2 separate regions of the Anas platyrhynchos genome follow, and region 2 is linked to region 1. Evidence: chromatin contacts called from public Hi-C data. All regions are on one chromosome and are shown on one strand. Each heading gives the region's core, a stretch centred on a gene start, on an enhancer-like site or on the middle of the called end of the contact. The rest is flanking DNA. Distances are from core to core; before and after follow the strand shown.

The links. A called contact is a pair of places that touch in the nucleus more often than the background predicts.
Region 2: a Hi-C map of small yellow follicle shows a contact between it and region 1, with 2.3 times the contacts expected there. The contact joins two enhancer-like sites. A contact is called at or near these places in 2 of 8 Hi-C or Micro-C datasets (F5 follicle and small yellow follicle).

The regions. Positions count from the first base shown.
Region 1 is chr2:117,404,152-117,410,454 of IASCAAS_PekinDuck_T2T, forward strand. All of the region lies in intron 9 of RBMS3 (RNA binding motif single stranded interacting protein 3), which reads right to left. Among named protein-coding and RNA genes, the nearest start is that of TGFBR2, 310 kb to the left of the region's middle. Within about 2 kb of position 4,525, at least 3 of the 8 cell types and tissues checked have an H3K27ac peak or open chromatin away from gene starts, as enhancers often do. A contact at or near this core is called in F5 follicle and small yellow follicle, where this site is marked.
Region 2 is chr2:117,439,895-117,446,355 of IASCAAS_PekinDuck_T2T, forward strand. RBMS3 (RNA binding motif single stranded interacting protein 3) reads right to left here. Exons shown (of 17, transcript XM_038175453.2): 8 at 5,578-5,735. Among named protein-coding and RNA genes, the nearest start is that of TGFBR2, 350 kb to the left of the region's middle. Within about 2 kb of position 4,612, at least 4 of the 8 cell types and tissues checked have an H3K27ac peak or open chromatin away from gene starts, as enhancers often do. A contact at or near this core is called in F5 follicle and small yellow follicle, where this site is marked.

The DNA.
Region 1 (6,303 bases), core at 3,275-5,774:
GTAACTGTAGAAACTTTAGTCTGAATTAAAAAAAATCAAATTACAAAGTAATTTAACAATGGTTATTACCACTTAAGTCTTTCAGACGTGCAATTATGCAAATCCACCAAGCTCAGTTCTGACTATATTTTCTTTACTTGGTTGAAATCATTGTTAGAAGAATGAATTTACATAATGGCATCTGCTATTCCTGTTACAAGTTGTATTTTAAAAATAAAGTGTGTGTAAGGTAACACGTACAACAGATTCACTATTCCTGATGTTAAGTAGTTGCCATTTCAATTTCTTCCTCATTGTTTAGTAAGAATGTAAATGCAGGACTGAGAATGAGCAAGGAATCAAGAATACAGATTAGGATATTTGCCAGTACTGGTCTCATTTCCAAAGCATACAATCTCTGAAATGTGCATACTTCATTTTCATACAGCTGGAAAGTATGTGCAGAACTGTATAGAGTAAAATTTCCCATTTTTGGAGCACCGTGAAAATATGTATGTTTTACAAAATTCAAAGCATAAAAACAAAGATTAAAATATTCAGCTTGATACTCCCTGCAGGTTCATTCCTCCAGTTCTCCTGAGAGGGGTATTTGAAGATTCTGTGCTCTACAGTACTTTATCGCATGACAAGTGAACAGAATGGTACTTCATCTTTACAAGCTAGCACATCTCACATCAGCTCTCCCTCTGTAACCTACTTCTGATACAATTTCCTACCAATCTGGTTTTCCCTATTGCACTAAATGATTGAATATTTGGTGACATCTTGTTTTTCATTATACTTATTTCTTCACTTCTTAATTGGTTGACTTGAGTCTAACAGCGCTCAATAAATCAAAAGTAAAAATCCTGACTAAAAATAGCTTCAAGTTTCAATAACCTTATGATTTCACTTACAGAATAATGCAAAGCAAAACCAAACAAAAAATAATTAAAGGCGTAAATGGATCATTTTATTCCTATAATACCATGACACTAAGGGACAAACATCCTATCATCACTCTCACCATTAGTATGGCTTTGAGTTACTGGAACATGAGAGAGTCTATTGTGTTAGGTTCCCTACAACCAAAGAACAAAGCTTTTACCACTGAAGTACAGAAGAAGAGAGAACAGAAACATTAGACAATATTTGGCACCATTCTTCACACACAAATAATGTTCTATGTTCATTTTCTGGTAGTGTTATTGCAGAGTTTCAAAGATGAACTAGGAGAACTGTGATCATGACTTAGGGATAATTGTATGTATTCCAGGTATAAACAACACAGAAAAATAAATAGATTGTATATTTTACAGTAGAAATGGATCAAGAAAAGGTGTTACACCCCCAAGCGAAAGTTAGATCAAACTCATGTTTAGGAACACTGAAATATCTGAGGTGTTTGGTCATAACGCAGGAACTTTTTGTGACTTTCTCTGAGGACAGAAATGCTATGAAAATCACATCACTTTGGGCAGAAAAAAATAAATACTTAGGAACAAAATAAAACACTGTGCTTTTGTCTTCTTCCAAGTTTTGTTTGTTTTAAAATTTTCTGTCCTTGTTCTCAGCTTACGTTATTTCAACTCAAGAGTTTTCTTCTCAATTTTAATTGGGAAAAAATCAGCACTTCTTTTACAGGTTGTCAACTTCTCCTGAGTTCTGGAGCGTATGTCCTTGTCTGGAGATATCTAACTGTCTCTAACTTCTGCTTTGAGTGACAAAATGAAAATTAGATCAAAGAAGTTGAAGTTCAGTATTGCTGCTGTTGACACTTTCCTTGTGAGTACTTTTTCTCACCATTTTCACTTAAAATATTTCTTCTAGTTATTCTTAATGTTCTCATTAAAAGATTTCACTGTTATGTATCTGACGTATATTGTGCTTTAGAGTTTCTTGGATATGAAAATACTGAAACTGTGTTTTAATGCACTTTTGGAAAAAAAAAATCGAGTTATGAAACATTTCATAGAATGGTGTTCCCATTTTTTTTTTTTTTGGAATTTTGGAACTTTAACATTAAACCCGAACAAAGAAATATCTGTCATTCCCTGTGTTTCTCTGGAAAACAACAACAGTAAAGTAACGCACACACATTCAAGGACTTAAATCCCATGTCCACCTAAACACTAACACCATCATTCAGAATGATTCAAAAGCCAACTCTTAATTGTGTGACATCAGTATGGTACAAATCACAGAAATACCAAAAGACTCAGTGATTATTTAATTGTTACCAGAAATAGAAGAGATAATAGCCATGCATGAATTCTGCCTTAGAAGGTAACTTCAATATAATACCTATGCCACAATATGATGATCTGAATTGGGGAGATAATTTCATGAGAAATATGTACAGCATATTAGTAAATAAATGAATTGAAAATTACACATATTCCATATACCCATTTCTTGCTAGTTGTTGTTAAGTCTGCGGCAAGACTGCGCATTGCAGCAAGATTGCTAAATTTGTGAAGATATTAACGCCAAGAAATTCTACCTAGGTGTTTATTTCTGCTCATAGCTTGCATTTGGGAACTGTGAGAGAACAATGAGGCTGGGCTAGATATAGATTTCTCTGAAGCCCATTTGTTTTATCTGTAAATAGTTCAAAAGCTAGGTTCTTTAAAAATGTGGCTGATAGCTACTTGCTCTCATCTTCTGCATTTTAAGCCACGCTGCTAAAATCAGTTTTGGTTTTCTACTTAAGTAAAGAAACTTGCATTTGTAATAAAAACCCTGGAAATTCCTTACTCTACTTTCTCTAAGTCTTCTGTCCCGGTATTTATCGATTTGATAATGGTAACAGGCACTACCTACAATATGACATCTGGTGAATCAATCACTATTACCATAGTGTTACATTATAACTCGGTCCAAGGTTTTTGTGTTCACTGCACAAAGTAAATAATGTTTATTGCTGAAAAACTACCAACCTCAAGCCAAGCATGCTGCGTTATCGCATATTTTATTATAACTTGTGATACCAGACTATGCTCAGCATGCTCATCTGCACACTGGCTTTCTGAGGGAGGACATGGGGGAGTCTCATCTCTCTGCCAAAATGAACTGTACAAGATAGTCATTACAGCTAAGTCCATAATAAAGCACCGTGCTCTGCCACCCCCAGTTCAAGTAATTTCTTGTATCCCACTGCACTCAGTATTTAACCTCAATACCGAACTAGTTACTTTTCTCTCTCAATGGCAGGTTTGCACCTTTCCAAACCATTTTTTAAGAGACTTGGCAAAAAATAATGCTGCTGTTCCCCTTGCTCTGTGCAGCCAGAACCATTTTGTGTTGAAGAGAAACATTCTTTGAACATCAGTCCAATATTTACTGCAGGTTAAATCAATGAGTTCCTTTTGTGTAGAGTGCCTAAGGGAGGCTTCACAGTCTTATTTCTCTAAGCAATACCTAATGCTATGGAGATGATAGCTACCTGGCTCTGCGTGAATCTGCCTAAATAAAAGAGACTAAGCAGGTTTAATTAGGGACAACTGCTGAAGTTAAATGGTAACTGAGCTTCCAATCTCTGAAAAGTTAGTATCTTATTATATTTTGCACTGAGTAGTATCATGCTTCCTATGAAGTTTACAAACAAACTTGCTGGGTGAAAATCTTGCTTAAGGTGGGTGCCCTTTCTCTAGAGGCAGCAAGAAATGAAGCAGAAGGAACTAAACACACAAGGAGAAAATGGTAGAGTCACACCAAGAATGAAGATGCCCCTTAACATGAACTCCATGTTTACAAAACAAGGTCCCTTCCTGTTACTTTTGTGGGGGATTTGTTTCACCTTAAGACAGCTACATGTATATGCAATATAGACCTCTACATGTGAGCTGGTCCTGCTGAGATTCCTCTATTCTCAACTGAGAAATAAGAGCAGACTTATGACTTGAGACATACAACAATTTCAGATGTCTGTTCCAGGACAAGATGAAACACTACTTAGACAGGCCTATTCCTTTCTGTTAACTGCATGAGGAGACCAAGTGATGTAGTGGGCTGTAGGCTTTTACATTCATCCTGGTGATTAAATTCAGTCTCTTGAAGATCTGAATTGTTACTTATAGAGGTGCTCACCAAAATGGAGTGGGATTTGATCTCTTCTAATCCTTCTGGCTATCAACAAAGATAAGTAAACAATATACTTCATATAACGATCACATTAAAAACAGGTAGAAAAGAAAATAAGACTATTAAATCATAGAATCAGTTACAAAAGTAGGAAATAGCACTTTACATATGGAGTTAGTGATTCTGATTATTAAAAACCAAGTGTGTTGGCTGCTTGCTGATGACATGGTAGGAGTTAATATCATGGATGCTAAAGGCACATTATCCTGCTAGTATCGCGTCAAGTGGCCTACTGTAAACAGAATTCATTTTCCAAAACTGAACGGAAAACGAAACTTCATCTTATACATTAAACATACGCACATATTAAACGTGTGTGTAAACATGCATCTCAGTGTTGGTAAGAGTCTGTGTATGTTTGAGTATCAACTCTCTGTAATATCTGAAGCTGCTTACACACAAGGACATTCTCTTCTTTGTTTGGGTTATGCTACTTTTAGATTAATTTATCCCTTAGCTTAACGGGTCTTATTTCCAACACAGTCATGAATGAACGTGAATGAGAGCTCTGGGTAAAGGATTCCTTTCAGCCCTTTTCCTGTGCAAAACATAGAATGGAACATAATTAGGAGGGAAAAAAAAAAAAAAAAAAAAAGTTTGATTAAGACTTTGGTATCTCTTTCTTTTTGACTAGTCTCTTTTGTACTGTGGAAACAATCTTCACCAGATGAGTAGGTGAAAAATAAAAATAATAATAGAAATCGCCATTGTCTAGCTTTCTCAGCCTGCAGAAGTCATTCATATCTGATGCATGTCCCAGGCCCTGTTCCTATCTTCTTCAGAATAGTCAGTCCCTTACTTCTCTTGGCAATTCATTTATATCCTCACAACAGCCCAGCACAGCAGTTGCTTTCAGTGAAAATGCTGAGAAATAGAAACTGCTGGTCTGGCTTGGAATTTGGAAAGAATCTCAATATAAAATCAAAATTAATTTAAATGTCTTGATCTGGCACTGCTGCAGCTTCTGGAGCTTTCATTTTTTTCCACCAAGAATTTTCAGAATAATATATATTTATGTACTTTCAGTATGTCTGCAATACAAATTTGATTTGTTTCTCCTAGAAGCAATTTATGTTTAAATTCCAAAGCTGTAGAGGTCTGAAGAATGCTTACGTTGACTTAATCATTGGCAAACCAACATACACAACGATTAAAAACAGAAGGCAACAGCTTATACCCAGTCCATTTAGAGAAGTAGCCACTTGGCAATGTTAAGGTGGGATAAAAACAAACAAACAAAACAAGCTTTCAAAACTTCCAAACAGATTTTTAGACCCAGCAGGCTTGATCCTTGTGCCTAACCAATGTAACCACTTATGCTCAGCACCAGAGCTGAGAAAGGTACAAAAGTGAAAATGCTTGAAAGCCATTTTTACATGCTCCTGGATGCATTCACAAGCCTGCTCTGACCCTGCTTTGAATTGAAGCTGGTGATGGAGAGGAAGTTGCAGCAAAGATTTTAGGCCAACATCTCTTCCCCCATGGAGGACTGCTGTTTTTTTCCTCTATTTCCAAAAAGTTGGACCTAGCAGAGACAGCAGTGCCTGTTGGGATGCTGGCATCCAGCTAGCAGAAGAGGAGAGAGGAAAGTGTAGCCATAGGAATGAGAGGAGATGCTCAGCCATAAGAACCACTGATAACAAACACTCAACCAAGGTGTGCTCCTCGGGAAAAGCAGTAAGCGATATAAGGGAGCAGGACTGGCTTTTTGGAGGTTTAATTTGGGACTCCTTTTTATAAGAAGATTAGTCCACCTCCTTTTGTCAACACAGGAACCTTACCTCTACTTATTTTATGCTGGGTTTCCTCATTTTCATGCAGTTACCTTTGACCATGGTGACCCTTATCTCATGATAGTTTAGACATTCATGCACAACAGACAGCAAAGTGTTAAGAGGGAAAATTGGCAGGTTTCTAAGTGGTCTATTTTTATTTCTGCAATATTTTTCCCCCTCTGGAAAAGCTAAAAATCCTATTAAAATAATTTGGCTGGCTTTCACTCTCCTCACTAATCAGACTGGCTAGCAAGTGACTTCTTGGTAGCTGAGAAATACCTGTCTTCCAAACTTTACTAGTAACACCAATTAACACAGCAGGAAATATAAATATTTCTACCATGCAAGCAATCATTGCAAGGCAACGACACTTTGCCTTGATCAGTGTGAATAATGACTCCCAGTA
Region 2 (6,461 bases), core at 3,362-5,861, 36 kb after region 1:
ATTGCTTCTAGATGCTTGCACTTTGGGGTTTAAAACTGTTTTGTGATGAAAAATAATGTTCCCCTTGTCAGTTACAGTGTAGGAAAAGATAATCATTTTGACAAGATGTCCTCATTGCTCATAAATAATGTCTTTTCCAAGCGTGTCTTGCTTGTGCATTTTTCACGTTCATTCCTGTTTGCATGAACGACGGGAGGTTGTCTGCTATCACGGATGTATATACGAGATCTGCAGAAAGCACCCCAGTGAGGACATGTTACCATCTCTGAGGGTTTGGGCCATCCCGTAGCATTTGTTGTGCCCAGGGGACCTCTCTGAGCTGCCTGAACCAGTTTCCCCGCACAGAGCTATGGTGCTTCCACTTCACAGAGAAACCTGCTTATTTCAGAAGAAATCTGATGTAACTAAATGACACCTATTTTATCCTGAAAAAAAAATCCTGGAAGACGCGCAGCTTCCTTTGAGGAAAAGAATACACAAATTAAAGGCTTGGCTCTTTCATTTTGCTTGAGTGGAAACTGGAACCAATCCATTTCTACTGAAATCCACGTGAAAATGCTATATATAGAATTAATGACCCCATGAGGGCTCAAATCCTTGTTTCCCATTTTCTGTCACTCCCTTTCAGTTGCTGAGTCAAATTTAGTCTTTGGGAACAACATTTAAGACATATAAAGCGCAGATAAGCAGGAGATAAGTTTAATAAAAAACATGTCCAGGCAGAGAAATGCATCCCACTGGAAGCTCCACCAAGAGCACAAGGTAGGGAAAAGACAAGGATAGAACCTAAACTCCAAACACCACAAGATGGATAAATGCCCCATTATAGACCCCCCTGCTCTTTCTCAAAGGGACATAAGTATCTCCTCAACATTTCCTTTTGCTCTGAGATGATAGGGACAACTAACTGAGAATCTCTTGACTTGGGTCTTTCCGTGGGAATGGCATCGTAACCAGCTTTTATGACCGTTTATGTTGGACAAATTTTCTCACATTACTGGAAAAAGAATAGTATGAACACACAGCCATTTCCACCTAGACCCCATCTGATTTATGCTACTGTCTTTGTAGTCTCAGGTTAAGCATTATACTGGTGCCCGCCAGCAGTGCAATACTTGACTGTCTGACTGTCAGCATTTCCATCATAAATTTCTGTTTTCAGAGGCTTATGACTTTGTTGTAAAACGTCGCTTGGGGGGTGAATCTTGCAAGGTCGTTTTAAGTTACAAGACAGTAAACAAAATAAAAAAGTTAGTGGTTTCTAATTCTTTCTTTGCACTTTAGCATTTAAAAGGACCTATAAAATGCTTGCTCCACTGTTCAGTTGACTGTGGTACATGTACATATGGTATTATTAATATTGCTATCTCTGTAGGGGGGATACTTAAATAATACTTGAATGGCATTTTACTGGGAGCTCTAAACCCTAATTTTTATTTCATTGATTCAGTGGTATCAGTAAGTCCCCCCCCAAGGTATATCCCATTGTTTCCCTGTCCCCTTCTCTGTGTCCCAAAGAGTACTCTTCACAGTACCTAGGGCTTAGGTAATGAAATTTGCTAAACCATATTACCTGATGGCTCCTAACCTTCTTTGTTCCTCCCCCTTCACCTTTAAGGGCTTCGTGCCTATTTTCATGTTATGGCTACCCACTGATATTTGTTCTGGGATTCTGCCTCACCTGTCCCACTCTGGAATTTGCATCTCCCTGGAAGAGCAGCCTCAAGCCTGGCAATAATCTCAGGGATGCACTAGGTTTACCAAATTTGATTTGGGTTGCAATACCAGATGGAAATCTGAGGCTTTTGGAGACACATTCTCATTCTACAGAAGTTTCCAGCACTCTGCAGTGCTGCTGTGAACCCCTTCCAGGGAGGCTTTTCAATGAAAATTTATCACTGCAGGCATTGGAATATTATACAGATATCACACACAGTCTTTGGGGCATGTTTGGGATTTCCAGTTTCATCTGAGATATCCAATTATAAAGCAATTTCCTGGGGAAGATGTAGGATTTGACAGATCATTCTTCTGACTGAAAGTAGGAATGATCCTCATCATATCCGAGCCTGCACTACTGTCCCAGATGATGGATTTGTTCAAGTTAAATTTATAGCACCTTTTATAACACCTTTTCAACCGCCTTCAATTAAACCCTTGAATAAGAAAGAACAAAGCATTTCCCTTCTTCACAAATGCATCCTTAAACTACCTGGATGTTCCCTATCCCCCGGTGCTGCTGACACTTCTCTGCCCCCAAAGCAGCGTCACCACTGATTTGCAGAAATCTCCCTTTAAATATTTCCCCTTTCATTTAGCAAAAATCACCACTGCTTTGGCTCCACTTTGTGTTAGATTTTCTCCCGCTCAAAACCTGGCACTCACCCTTTACAGGCCTTTGTTAAGTCAGGTCTTTTGGCACACAGAGTCACCTTTGTAGTGACAGCACATCTTCAGGATGAATTTAAGTATTTTTCTCCATACTTTTGGTGCATTCTCAAACCCAGTAACTCCAGCTTTCCTCCAAGACCTTCTCTCTTACTTACAGCCTCGGATCTCCTTTTTACTCTTACCAACAGCTTCGCTAACGGTCAGTTTGCAAAACCGAAATCATAAAAGATGACAGAGCCGCTTTAAAATTATATCTCAGAAAAAAAAGTCTTCAAATCCAGTTGCTTTGGAGTTTTTTTTTCCTTTGCTTCTTTTGAGGATTAAGGACTATGCTTTCATTTTAAGCTCTGAGGAATCCACTTACACTTTCTAAATGAAAGATCAGATGCTGGAGTCATTGAATGACTCTCAGCAACAGGGATTTAAGAGAAACACCTACAGTTTTAAGTCTTGTGATGAAATCCCTGTGTGAGAGTAACACCGCATCGTTCCCTCTTTCTACAAGCAATCTTATGACAGACTGAACACAAAGCTTCTCATCTGCACCTCCTCCTTTTTCCATATTCCCTGCTCATTAGTTTTTCTTGCCCCTCCTCCTTATTTGTCTCTCTACTGTGTGACCGGCTGTGTCAGTCCCAGCTTCTGCTTGCCGGTGTCGGCAGAAACCCATGCTGTCAGCTGCCAGCAGCAAGACAAACCCTGCTGAAAGCCAGCTCCCACTGGCAGTCTGGAGCCAGGTAGCACAGGCTCCAAAATACAAAGCAGGGGCGAGCTGCGAGGCAGAAGTGGGTGTCCAGAGGTTACAGCAATTCCCTTTCAACTGAATAGATTTCTGTGGAGCCACAGTTGGAGTCCAAAGCTACCCTTCTCTGGCCCCTTGCTCGTAACTCTCCTCCCCAAAATCTCCCCCAGGGTGTACCTCGACAAAGTTGGGTTCAAGCCACAATGAAACATTCTGGAAAATTTCAGGAAAATCTGTTCAGCTGCTTTTGAGGGGTGCAAAAGAGGAAATAATTTAACAGCTTCAAAAAGAGAGCTAGTTTTGTATGTGCATACTTTTAAAGAGGATGAACTTTAATGTGACCAGACATTTCTCGGATCCAAGATCTAAGAGTGTGATCCAAGAACATTTGAAGTTATCCAGGTTATAAATGATTAAGTAGCCACCTGCAGCATTATGAAACTCCTAATCATATTCATTTAGGAAAAAAATGTGACAATAGTTGTCTACAGTAAGCCTTTACTTCCGATTACTTTTTGAATATACTTATTTTGAGATTGACCATTCACATAATTAGACAGAATCAAAAAGTGATTTTTAATCTTCACAGTAGTTAATTAATAATTGTGAAACATTAAATTCCAAAATTGCTGGGTTTTAGTGTCTGCAAAGCTAACTTCTTGTCCTGCACTTCTGTAGCTCAGTTAAGAGCTGTGCTAAGTGAGCAGCACGAGGCATTTCCACAAGGACGCAGCTACACTGATAAAAGGGTCCCAGTCAGAAAATATAATAGCCAGGATCACCACATGGGTTGCTGAAAATCTTAAAAAGAAGTCTTCTGAAATCTTAACTGGTCTGAAATGCAGCTGCCGTCCCCTAGATGTACCCTGCTTATACCCAATCAGTGTTTGCTCACAACGTAGGTACACTAGAAAGAAATCCTCATGACTCCAAGCAAAGCTAAACAAATTCATCTCTTTTGAGTGACATGCAATAAAATGATACTGAATAGCACGCTATTACAAAAAGAAGATCAGGTGGTCATGTAATTACAGCTTGTACTGGTAATTCTGCAAAGACAAGAGTCAGTGTTCAACTGTGGTTATGAATTCCTGTATTAATTCTGGTCTCCCTCAGGTCAATGTGAAATCAGTGGTATAGTTCAATGCAGCCAAGTTTTTACCCCTCTGTTGTTTGCATGGTGATTTACACAACCTTTACGTTAGATCACAAAAGCTTTTTGGAATACGCGACATAATTCAATACATTTTCACAAACAAAGTCAATTTTTAAAATGCAAGTTTACCCATGAGTTATACCAATCTATATTTAGTGAGCTAGAAAAATTCATGTTATTATCTGCAAGAATGCATAAAGAACAGCGTGTCATCTTTCAGCATAAATGTTTTGCCTTTTTCTATTTGAATTCAGACAGCATTATCTTAACATTGTTTGGGCGTGATGATCTTTCACATCAAGGACAAAGGTAACACTACAATGTCACTTATCTTGCAAGCTGCCTTTTCATCATCCAGTACCCTATTTCACTCAGTGGTGTTATGACACTAACATGAGTGCCATGATATGCCAAGATATGGTGTATTTCAAAGAAATTCAAAGGATGACTAAGTCATTTTGCCTCCACTACAAAGCACAATGTATGAATATTCTGTAGAAACAATTATTTGGGATTTTTTTTTATCATTATTATTTTTGAGCTTTCTTTTGAAGCAGAAGACTGATTTACAGCACAGTTACAGATTTCTCTTCTCCTTATTTGCTTTTTCAATACCTTTCTATATATAGCTCTCCATTCCTTGGCTTTTCAAAAGAAAACTGTTTGATTTAAGAATGTTTCAAGCTGTGGAGAATCTATGTAAATATTCCCTGAGAGTAAACATGGAAACTTGTCTTTCTGTACTGACAACGAGCTACATGGTAATAATATGTTGCCCATTTTGTCTAAACTACTCTGACAGGGCTTGTTATATGCAAATATTTCTTCTTAACCTCTTCTCATAGGTTTGAGTTCCTTGCAGCTTTCAAAGAAGCTGTGTTTTTTCAGTTATAGTTCCTCCCCCTTGCTCTTCCAACTGCTAAATTTACTTTTTCTTGTTGCAAAATATTTGCGAGACATTTAAACAGTTTCCTCACCAAGTGTGTTCTTTTTGCTGTAGGACATTTATTATTATCCAAGCTTGATACTGCATGGATAGCTCACTATTCGTAGCTATTTTTATTTCCATATACATACATTCAGTGAACTAATTTCTGGAGCAATGAAATGAACATCCTTCTGCACCAGTATTCCTCAGCTCAGTAGAAAGAACAGACGTACAATCTGATAAAGGTGCTGCTCTGCATTTTCGATAGCTATGAGGCTTCAGTGTTACAGAGTAGACAGCATTTGCAAAGGACCAAAGTCAAAAAAATATGCATAAATCAAGTAAGAGTAAGGGTTTTACCTGGCAAAGCCGACTCCTCTGCTGACTCCGTTAGCATCTCTTAATATTCTGGTGGAAATGACATGTCCAAAAGGTTTCAGCATATTCTCCAGTTCCTGTTCATCCATGGAAACGGGTAAATTTGAGATGTATAGATTTGTGGGATCTTGCTCTTGTTGCTGTGACAAAATAAGAGAAATATCCTCAGTTAGGCTTAGCAAAATGAAATAGTTTATGGCTTATAAAACGAGGGTTTCTCAAAAGGAGACCAAGCCAAAAAATTATAGCTGCATCACAATTGAAGATAGGAAATTTGTTCATGATGACAACATATTTGCAACATTTCTACAAACTCTCATGCATGTGCTTAACTTTTTGCGTGACTGCTCTTGCTGAACTCAGTGACACTACTCATTTATAGAAAATTACTCTCATGCACAAGTGTTCTTGGGTTTGTGTCCTAATTTAACAAACAGATTGTGAAGAAAACATGATTTCCACAAATGTGCTCACTGTTAACATAAATAAAGAAATAAAATTCAACACATGTTTTCAGCAGATGTGCTTCCCAGCCTGCAGACTTCCCATTCAACCTGTTCATCATGAGTAAGGTTGGTTGAAAACGCAGAACATTTTCCCCAGTATTTTTTCCTTCTTTTTTCCCCCATCAAAAATGTCTCGGTAGGTAATATGCAAGAAGACCTAACTGGGAGCAGGGAGTTCTGCAGTTCAAGCTAAAGGTACTGATAACACAGGTCACATCTTCATTCTCAGATCAAATTTAAATTATTATAAAGTAAAGTGTTCAATATGACTAATTGAGAAAATAAATTTGAAGACAGCTTTTGCATTCTATTTTTGAACGTGCTTTCAGGTTGTTCAGGCTGTGCTTTCAGGTTCAGTTT